3 separate regions of the Sus scrofa genome follow, and all the other regions are linked to region 1. Evidence: chromatin contacts called from public HiChIP or PLAC-seq and promoter capture Hi-C data. All regions are on one chromosome and are shown on one strand. Each heading gives the region's core, a stretch centred on a gene start, on an enhancer-like site or on the middle of the called end of the contact. The rest is flanking DNA. Distances are from core to core; before and after follow the strand shown. Region 1 holds the start of C14H10orf76 (UPF0668 protein C10orf76 homolog). Region 2 holds the start of KAZALD1 (Kazal type serine peptidase inhibitor domain 1). Region 3 holds the start of TRIM8 (probable E3 ubiquitin-protein ligase TRIM8).

Region 1 (3,080 bases), core at 235-2,734:
TACTCAAAAATAGATTCAGTAGTCAAAAATATTTTAAAAAAAAAAAAAAAAAAAAAAAAAAAAAAAAAAAAATAGGAAATTCAGCTAAAAGCTTAAAATTCAGAACTAGGACCTCAAGATCTTCTTTTCTTTTGCCATTTCTGCTCCCGCATATTCCCAGCTAGGGTCCAATCGGAGCTGTAGCTGCCAGCCTACGCCAGAGCAACAGCAATGCGGGATCCGGGCCGCGTCTGCGACCTACACCACAGCTCACGGCAACGCCGGATCGTTAACCCACTGAGCAAGGCCAGGGACCGAACCTGCAACCTCATGGTTCCTAGTCAGATTCTTTAACCACTGCGCCACGACGGGAACTCTGACACATTTACTCTTTTTTAAAAAATATCCAGAGTTCCCAGAGCGGCTCAGCGGTTAACAAATCCCATGAGGTTGTGGGTTCGGTCACTGGCCTTGCTCAGTGGGTTAAGGATCTGGCGTTCCCATGACCTGTGGTGTAGGTCGCAGACTTGGCTCAGATTCCACGTTGCTGTGGCTCTGGTGTAGGCTGGCAGCTACAGCTCCGATTCGACCCCTAGCCTGGGAGCCTCCATATGGCGCTGGCATGGCCCTAAAAAGACAAGAAAATGAAAACAAAAAACCCCCAAACCAAACAAAACACACATTAGGCAAGCTGTTTAATCACTCAAAACCCTTTTTTTTTTCTTCTTATTGTGAAGTACCTACTTTATAAAGCCATTGTAAGGAGACATAACACACTCATACAGCCCTGTATATCTTTATTATTATTTTTTTGTCTTTTTAGGGGTGCACGCACAGCACATGGCAGTTCCTGGGGTCGAACTGGAGCTGCAGCTGCAGGTGGACACCACAGCCACACAGCTCACCGCATAGCCAGACTCTAACCAACAGACTAGGGGTCGAATCTGTATCATGTATTCTAGTGGGGTTCTTAACCCACTCAGCCACAACAGGAACTCTCGGGTATATCTTTTTCAATCTTTCATTTTGTATACGAGAAAATTGAAATTCGGAGACGAAAATTTGCCAAGTTGACCAAGCTTTACAAGGTGCTTTGCAGAAAGCAGGCACATAGTATATATATGTTGAATGAATGAGTTTGTTTTCATCGTTCACTTTCGGAGTTGCAATAAAGATATTGAAACATATATCTTTCCAAACTTTGTCACTGTTTCTAGAGTATATATTTATTCCGTAAGCGTAATTGCTAATTTCAAGTGCCATATTTTTTAAAAAGTGCTAATTCAACTTTTTTAGGGTAGTTATTCATTTATTTATTATTATTACTTAGCAACACTTTCTATTTTTAATTCAATTTTTATTTTATGTTGGATTATAGTTGATTTATTTTATGTTGGATTATAGTTGATTTACAATGTTGCGTTACTGCTAATTCTACTTGCAGCCAGCGGACCCTTGATAATGTTTCTTTGCTAATTCCTTACTCGCGGTGCATTTCGGGAGTCGTAGTCTTTGTGATGCTTGCTGGGAGTCGTGGTTCCAGCCAGCCTCAGGCCGCAGGCGCGGGCGTACCTGTCATGCGTCAGGCTTTAGGACCCGGTGGCGCACAGCGGGCCGGGGGAAGGGTTGGGGGAGGTCGGGAACGCGTCCGTGAGGCCGGAGCTGCGGCGGCGTCGGTGGCGTCGGGAGCGAGCGGGCCCGGGAGCGGCGCGGGTGGTGGAGGTGGAGCCAGGGGCTCGGTAAGCGGCGCGCGCTCGGGCCGGTCTCCGAACCTGGCCACCCTCTTTTGGTGCAGCCATACCAGGCCTTGGCCCTGAGGCTGCCCTGGGGGGGCGGGGCCTGTGCTCGCCTAAGGGACGACGGGGGTGACGGGGGGAGAGGGAGGGAGGACAGCTGCTGAGGCGGGCCGAGGCTGCGTGCGGCTAGGAGGCTGGGCCCAGGGCGACGGAGCGGAAAGAGAAGCGACTAGCTCTTCCAGTGGCCGGTCCCTTTAACTCTCCAGTGCCAGTCATGTCCCTCCCGCTGTGGGTCCCTGCTGGGCCCGCCTGGCAGCCGAAGCGCTGACCTTTGACCCCAGTCCGAGGCTGACCCCGACTCCTTAGGCTACCTTGGAGAGCCCTCCACCAGCTAGTTCCCACCCCAGGGTGGCCTTCAGCCCAGACGGGTCCAGGGGTGAGACTTGGAGCAAGACCTCGAAGAAGATCTGCCCCAAGTCTTCAGGTGTCCCGGAAGGGCCCCATCCTGTCCTTTTTACAGTCTCGACCACCGGCTTCAGCCCACCTTTTATACCCAATCACTGAAGCTACTGTGTTTTCAGTGGGTTATTTGGTGTGAGCCTAGGAAACGAACCTCTTCCTAGGCAGGTGTAGGAAAGAAACAGGAGAAAAAAACTATCAGAAGCTGAGGAGTGCTGCCTCTCATGGGGAAGCAGAAACTTGGGAAGGCCCAAGTAAATGTGGATATCTGACCCTTCTCAGTTCTTCCTTTCCAGAAAAAGTTTTGAGCCTAGTGAGAGCTGTTTCTTTGTATTCTGTCTGCTCACTGACTTTGTAAACCAGGGCAAATAGGATTTGTGTTCCTGCTATTAGCACAGTTAACTGAAATTGTTTTGCCTTCAGTTGGTCTTGTGTGCACAGTACTTCCTATGTGAAGGCTTTCCTAGATATTATATCCGCTAGAGAAAGGCGGATCCATCTTGTTAGGATTGTGAAGGGAAGCTCTCATTCTTTCCTTAGTGAATAGGGTAGCCTCTAAGGTATTTATTTTCATTGGGTGTTTATGCATTATAATTCATTTGCTTGTTCAGCATTTGAATAATAATGATGCTGCTGATGAAAAACTTGTTGAAAACTCAAAATAGTTATGAAACTTGGAATCTTTTTTTTTGGCCACCCTGTGGCATATGGAGTTCCCGGGCCAGGGATCAAACCTGCGCCCCAGTCACAGCTGCAGTAATGCCAGCTCCTTCACCCAGTGTGCCCAGCTGGGGATCAAACCTGCGACCCAGAGCTCCCAAGACACTGCCCTTCCCGTTGTCCCATAGCGGGAACCCCGAAAGCTGGACTTTTATACAGACTCAAGTTCAAGAACCCATAAAATTT
Region 2 (3,080 bases), core at 313-2,812, 930 kb after region 1:
CCCCTCCTTCACTAATCCCTAAATGCAGAGGAAGGGGGAGCATGGAAAGAAGCCAGGAGACTGGGTTAACTAAGTACTCCCTGGATGAAGCTGGCCAAATGAAACCTGATTGCATTTCACAGAAACCCAAGCCTCCCTGCCTGGATTCTAGCATCTGGGCAAAGACTGAGAGTCTCTTCACTGTCTCAATTTTGAGGCTAAGCATTGGCTATGTGCCTGTTCCCTCAGAGGGTTGGTCTCTGCCAGCCGGGTCTGAAGCTTTTATGCACCTCAGCGCACATATCTTATCGACAAAGCGCAGGACCAGCACCTTCAGGCGGTGGTCTCTGGGGACCAGCCCAGAGAGCAGCCTCTTACAATGGACTTGAGGGCTCTCTGGCCTCCTCTTTTCGCTCTACTGGCCAGAGACCAATACCTCGAGGAACTCCCAGTGCCGGGGGTCTGGGCCCGGGGCCGTGCATACCCGATTCACAGGGCCCTGGGTGCGCCACGGTGAGGTTGGCTTCCGGCCGAGCGCGGGCCGCCTCCTGCAGGCGGCAGATCTGCGCGTAGGTGCGGCCGTCGGAACCACAGAGCGGGCGCTGCGAGCGGCAGGCACACAGCGGCTCGGGCACCTCTCCGCGGCTCAGGTCGCCGCCTGTGTCCAACCGGCACTCAAGCTGCTCACCGCAGCTTCCGTAGAAGTGGGCGCTGGGGTCCAGGTCGCAGAGCTGGCCCTCGAGGTTGGCACATTCCCAACAGCAGCCGCATGCGTCGTGCACCTGGCCGGCCAGGCAGCCCCGCGGCGTGGCGCACTCTTCTGGCCGGCAGGGAGCACAGCCCTCACCCTCCGCCAGCAGGCGCAGCCACCCGCGCCTCAGATAATCGGGGCCCGGGGACGGCCGCGCGCCAGTCTGTGGGGGCGGCCGCACCACCACCACCACCAGCAGCAGCAGCAGGGGCAGAGCCAAGGCAGCTGCGGGCGACTGTGGCATGATTAGTGGAAGGCCTGCGAGCACTCGGGGCATCAGCGCGTGCGTGGCACCCTGCCAGGGAGGGAAGCCAGGTCAGAAGGTCAGAAGCAACCTCACTGTTCCTCGTACCATGCTGGACCCTAGCACTGATCCCTCCCCTGCTACCTCGAAGTCAAGTAGATCCCGGACACAGAGGCACAGTGACCCTTACAATGACCCACCAGTTCTGCTGAGTGGTTACTGACTGGGCTGTTCTTGGGGGTTGGGGAGAGGTGCGAGGAGGGAGTGATAAAGTCCAGGCGCGCGCGCGCACACACACACACACACACACACACGCACCACCACCACCACCACTAACCATCTAACTCTGAAGCTTCCTGCCCTAGAGGTGGATGGCCTCAGGATCAATTAGTCCTTAATAAAGGCAGAACGTCAGGAAGGGTGCATTGTTGGGGGGAGTGTGGGGGGGTAATGCCCTAGGGCCCAGAGCGCTCACCTAGTGTCCCGGACTAAGCCCTTCAGAGCAGCTGTGAGTCCCGTCCGAAAACGCAGGCAATAGGAAGGAATCGGTGGGCCCGCCAGCCACCTCTGCTCTGACTTGAGGATCTCTGACAGAGCCCACGGACTTGCACTCAGAAAGCAGCTCCTCCGCCCCCTCTCCCCGCCCTTCAACGTCGCACACCCCACCCTCTCCCCTAGTTCTGAAGCTGCCAATTTTATGCAGCCGCACGGGACCCTCTTGGGCCACATCCTCCTAGCCTGGGCCAAAGTCACAGTAAGAACAGAGAAGTAACCGGACACCCAAGCTGGGAAACGCTAGAGACGGGGTGGAGTGAAGGTTGGTAGTGGGGGGGGGGGTAGCTGGGAAGCTAGAGTTGGCTGAAAAGCTAGGTCCTGTCCCATCTGACTTTAGTCTCATTCTCTAGAGCAGCTGCATAATAGGGAGGCGGTAGGAACGAGAATGCCAAGTCGGGCGCTCCTGGATGGCAGGGCCAAACAACGTCGTCTCCTGGCAGCCCAGGGCCGGCTTCCCAGGGGTGACTGCAGGTTTGTCCATCCCACTTCTCCACCAAGTCGCCGACCAGAGACTCAGCGCTTACTTCTCCCTGCCCACATCCGGCAGGTGCTTCAATCCTTCAACCCACGGAGGAGTCGGGTGATTAGAGGTCCGAGCCGACTAGCGGCCGCAAAGAGAGGTGGGCGGGGCGCCTCCCCAGTGGGCAGCGCGCTGGGTCGGAATTACAGGTTATGTCTGCGAGACTGGCCGAGCCAGAGGTATTCGGTCTCCCGGCCGCCACCAGCGCCACCGTGGCGCTTTGAGCTAGGGGCGGGGAGGAGAGCATTCCTGAAAGCCCGCCCGCCTTACCGGGGGTCTGTCAGACCAAGCCCCGCCCAGGCCTGCCCGAAGCGGCTTACTGAAGCCGCGCTGCAGTCCAGTTTGTAGGGGGCGGAAACTGAGATATGCAGCCAGGGAGGGGACGGTATTCAGTCAGGTTCGGTCCAGAGAGACCTGGCCCCAAGTGGAGCTGCTTGGGTATGGACCTCTTCACCAGTCCCAAAGTTGGGGGCTGGGCCTCGGCCTCTGGGACGCCCAGGCTCCGCATGCGCACCGGGTGCCCGGGTAGACGAACTCTCAGAACCGGTCCTTTACTCTCCCTCCGCACCTGAAAGCAACCAAGCCCTTTCATTTAGGGGAGCCATAGTCGCGAACACTCCACTCCTAACCAGAGGGCCTCTGCTGAGAAGGGTGCGTAGGCAGATATGAAACCACCCACGTCTCTAAAACGCTGCAGAAGTTCAAGAAGCAAACTTCACGCGAGGTCTGGTAACCATCGCGAGAATCAGAACAGGAAGTCTAGGAATTCAGAACAGGAAAAGCCCGCGAGTTTTAAACCGGAAAAAGAATGGGCGGAGCCAGGTGTGACTGGTAGTTGTAATTCTTTGGCTCTGTGGGCCACTGAAGTGTTGACCCAGGGCAGAAGAGAAGTGTAACAGAACTGCGAGAAACCCTGAAAAAAAAACTGTGTATGTGTGTGCGTGTGGGCGGGGAGTACTTGAGCTCGCAGAGCTGGGAGATCCCATAGTGGCCCAGCGGAAAGTAATCTGACTAGCATCCATGAGGACGCA
Region 3 (3,080 bases), core at 217-2,716, 560 kb before region 1:
AGGCCCGCACGTCGTCCGCCTCCACCAGGAGGTGCCCGCGGGCGGTAGAGGGCTGCTGCAGGTGCGTCTGCACGTGGGACTGGCAGCAGGGCGCCTCGCAGCGCAGGCAGACCTTCTGCGCGGGCAGCGGGGGGCCGCGGCGGCAGAACACGCAGTGCAGCGCCGCGGGCGGCTTCTCCACGTGCAGGGCGTTGAACTTCTCCACGATGTTAGTGAGCTTCAGGTTCTTCTCCAGGCCGGGCTTCTGGTTGTAAGCCTGGTTGCACTCGGGGCAGCGCACCAGGCCGCTGTCCTTGGCCCACGCCTCGCCAATGCAGCCCCGACAGAAGTTGTGTTTGCACGGCAATTGCACCGGCTCCACGAAGACATGCAGGCAGATGGGGCAAATGAGCTCCTCCTCGAAGCAGTTCTTCCAATTCTCCGCCATGGCGGCTGCGGGCAGCTCTCCCCAACTACCCAACCCTGGAGGTCCTTCCAGTGCAGCTCTAGGCCCACCGAGCCCCGAGCTCCAGCCCCAGGCGGCCCCGACAGTCGCTCAGTCACCAGCGCCTTCCGCGCGCCCGCCCCCCAGAGGAAGGAGCCTCGGTCCTCAAGCCGCGCGCGCAGCCGGCTGCGTCTCCTCCTCCTCCCGAGCGCCTAGCGGGAGGCAGCGGACTGCGCCAGGGCCGCGGCCGGGGCACCAGCCCTGGAGGGGAGCGCCGGGGTCCAAATTCCATATAAGAGGCCGCCTCCGGGTCGGTACGGCTAGGGCAGCGGCGGCCCGCGGCCTGCGCTCGGCCCCACGGCTGACATTGGGGCGCGCCCCAAGGCGGACAGAGCCCGGGAGCCGCACACTTTCTCCAGCGACGGGGGCGGCGGCGGCAATGGTGGCTCCCTCCTGGCTCGCCGGCGCCGCGCCTCCCTCGCCTCGACCGGGGTCCGAGAGGCCGGGGAAGCGAGTGCGGCCGCGCGGAGAACTGCTAGATCCGGACTGGGCGGGCAAAGCGAGCGGGTCCCCGGGTCGCAGCGCGGGCGCCCCTGGGCCGGCCGTCCGTCTGCGGGTGCAGGCTGCGGGGCGCAGGCGGGCCGACTCCGGGGCGCTGCGTGCGCGCAGGGGCAGTCATTCAGATGAAATTCCAGTCCCCGGCCAGAGACACCAGCCCGCCTCTGCCTTCCTCCTCCCTTCACAAATAGAAACGGAAGGGGGAGGGAGAGAAGTGGAAAAAAAAAAAAAAAAAAAAAAAAAGCCAACCAGAAAGGGAGGGAGGAGAAGCCCCGGCTGTGCTCCGGACTGACCCCCTCGTCGCTACTTCTGCGCTCCCCCGAGGCCCGGCGCCGGGCGCCCCCGCCGCGGAGAGACCCCGCTCTCGGTCTCCGCGCTGGGCGGGCGCCCCGGCTCTGCCGAGGAAAACAAGGATTGATCAAACTAGAAAGGAATTTTTCTCAACTGCTAATGAACAGGAGGCTCAGCTCCCGGCCCTCCCCTCCCCCCCGCCCGGCCCTCCCCCTTCGCCACCTCGGCCCCCCTCCCCCCACTTTCTTTTCTTCTCGGCCTCTGCTCCGGCCTGGAAGGCTCCGGGCTGCGGTCGGAGCCAGCCTGCTGCGGCGGGGCCGGGCCGAGCCAGCCGGGCCGGGCTACCTCCCTCAGCGCCCAGCCATCTTGGGCTCCCGGCGGCCGCCGCGGTGGCGGCCAGAGGTCCGAGCGCGCTTGCTGGAGGGTCCTGCAGCGTTCTTTCTATCTCTCGCTCTCTTTTTTTCGGTGGGATTTTTTTTTTTTTTTTTAAGCGGAGGGGCTGGCAGCTCCCTCAAATTAGGAGAGAGGGGAGAAAATGCCAAGTCCCGATTTCTCTCCACCTCTGCTCCACCCACCCCGGTTCTTTCCAAAAAATATAAAAAGATTAGAATTGGAAGAAGTCGGCAGAAAGGCAAGCGCCCGCGGCCCCCAGCTGCTGCCCAGGCGACGCGTCCGGGGCGGGCCCGCGCCGGTCGCTCCGTCGGTGGGTCGTTTGTCCTCCCGCTGCTTCTCAGCTGGGGGCAGGGCACTCCGGGCAGGGTCTCCGCAGCGGCTGTCGACTCAGAGCTTTATCCTCAGATCAAAAAAAAAAAAAAAAAAAAAAAAAAAGGGAAAAAAAACCCCAACATTCTCATCACAGCCACCTTCAGCCATCTTGCGCGTATTATTATTATTTCAGGACTAATCTGTTTAATAAAAATAGCTGCGTCTCTAGCCCCTTCCCCCGCATCCTGGGCTCCCTGCCCCCTTTTAATAATAATCTCGATAATAAAAATGATCTGCGGGCCAGGCAGTCCACAGCTGCCTTTTCCTGCCTCGGCTCGCTCGGGCTTGGGCTCTCCTTCTCCCAGGAAGGGGACGGGGGGGGTGGGGTTCGCCGCTGGGGCTGGGGAGGGGGGAGCTGTGCGTCCCTGCTGCCCGCCAGTCGGCCCTCTCCGCCTTAGACGCGAGGGAAGGGCGCCCTCGCCGCTATCTCGCTGTTGCGAGGAGGGCAAGCGGGGGAGGGGCCCCGACTCGCTGGACTGGCTGGAGGGGTGCACAGAGGTCCCCGATCTTCCCTCCACGGCCCAGCCTCGGAGCATGAGCCCGGAGATGGGGAGGATACAATGGGCTCGCAGCAAAGTGCTGCTGGCAGGGTGGGGACGCGAGCGGGCAGGGGGTTACGGTGAGCCGGACTCCCGAGCTAGGGCGGAAAGAGGAGGGTGGTGTCCCTACATCAAGGCCGGTCCCGCTACTCTGCAAGGGGGGGACGGGGTGGGGGAGGGCTGGGAGGGGAGCCGAGGAGAAAGCAGCAACGCAACGCCGGCGCCTGTAATCAGCACCCGCTGGTTCTGCCCACCCGGCAAAGGAGAAATAAGCCGACACGAGAGGCGGGAGGAGGAGGAGGCGGGGCATACTGTCCGGAAGTGCTGTTACAGCTGCTGAGACGCTCGGCTCCTCCCCTTTTCCCTGTCTGGAGTTGGGGGCTGTTCCGGAGGCTGTTCCCGCTATTGGTCCCCAAGCTGAGGCTCCGCCTCTTTAAGGCGGAGCAAACACTAGAGCCTCACGTGACTCGCACTAACTTCGGTACATTAAACATTGGGGTTGG

What was found. Promoter capture Hi-C pulls out the DNA fragments that hold promoters and counts their contacts. HiChIP or PLAC-seq counts read pairs in DNA pulled down with a chosen protein or histone mark.
Region 2: a promoter capture Hi-C map of liver shows a contact between it and region 1, with 4 times the contacts expected there. The contact joins the promoter of KAZALD1 here to the promoter of C14H10orf76 in region 1. A contact is called at or near these places in 1 of 5 promoter capture datasets (liver) and 1 of 2 datasets of contacts at active chromatin or transcription factors (alveolar macrophages).
Region 3: an H3K27ac HiChIP or PLAC-seq map of alveolar macrophages shows a contact between it and region 1. The contact joins the promoter of TRIM8 here to the promoter of C14H10orf76 in region 1. A contact is called at or near these places in 2 of 2 datasets of contacts at active chromatin or transcription factors (alveolar macrophages and skeletal muscle).

The regions. Positions count from the first base shown.
Region 1 is chr14:113,071,403-113,074,482 of Sscrofa11.1, reverse strand. C14H10orf76 (UPF0668 protein C10orf76 homolog) reads left to right here and starts at 1,484. Exons shown (of 26, transcript XM_021072731.1): 1 at 1,484-1,718.
Region 2 is chr14:112,141,228-112,144,307 of Sscrofa11.1, reverse strand. KAZALD1 (Kazal type serine peptidase inhibitor domain 1) reads right to left here and starts at 1,562. Exons shown (of 5, transcript NM_001244551.1): 1 at 1,450-1,562; 2 at 464-1,025. The coding sequence starts at 1,007.
Region 3 is chr14:113,635,823-113,638,902 of Sscrofa11.1, reverse strand. It overlaps TRIM8 (probable E3 ubiquitin-protein ligase TRIM8), which reads right to left and starts at 1,466. Exons shown (of 6, transcript XM_001928904.7): 1 at 1-1,466. The coding sequence starts at 427.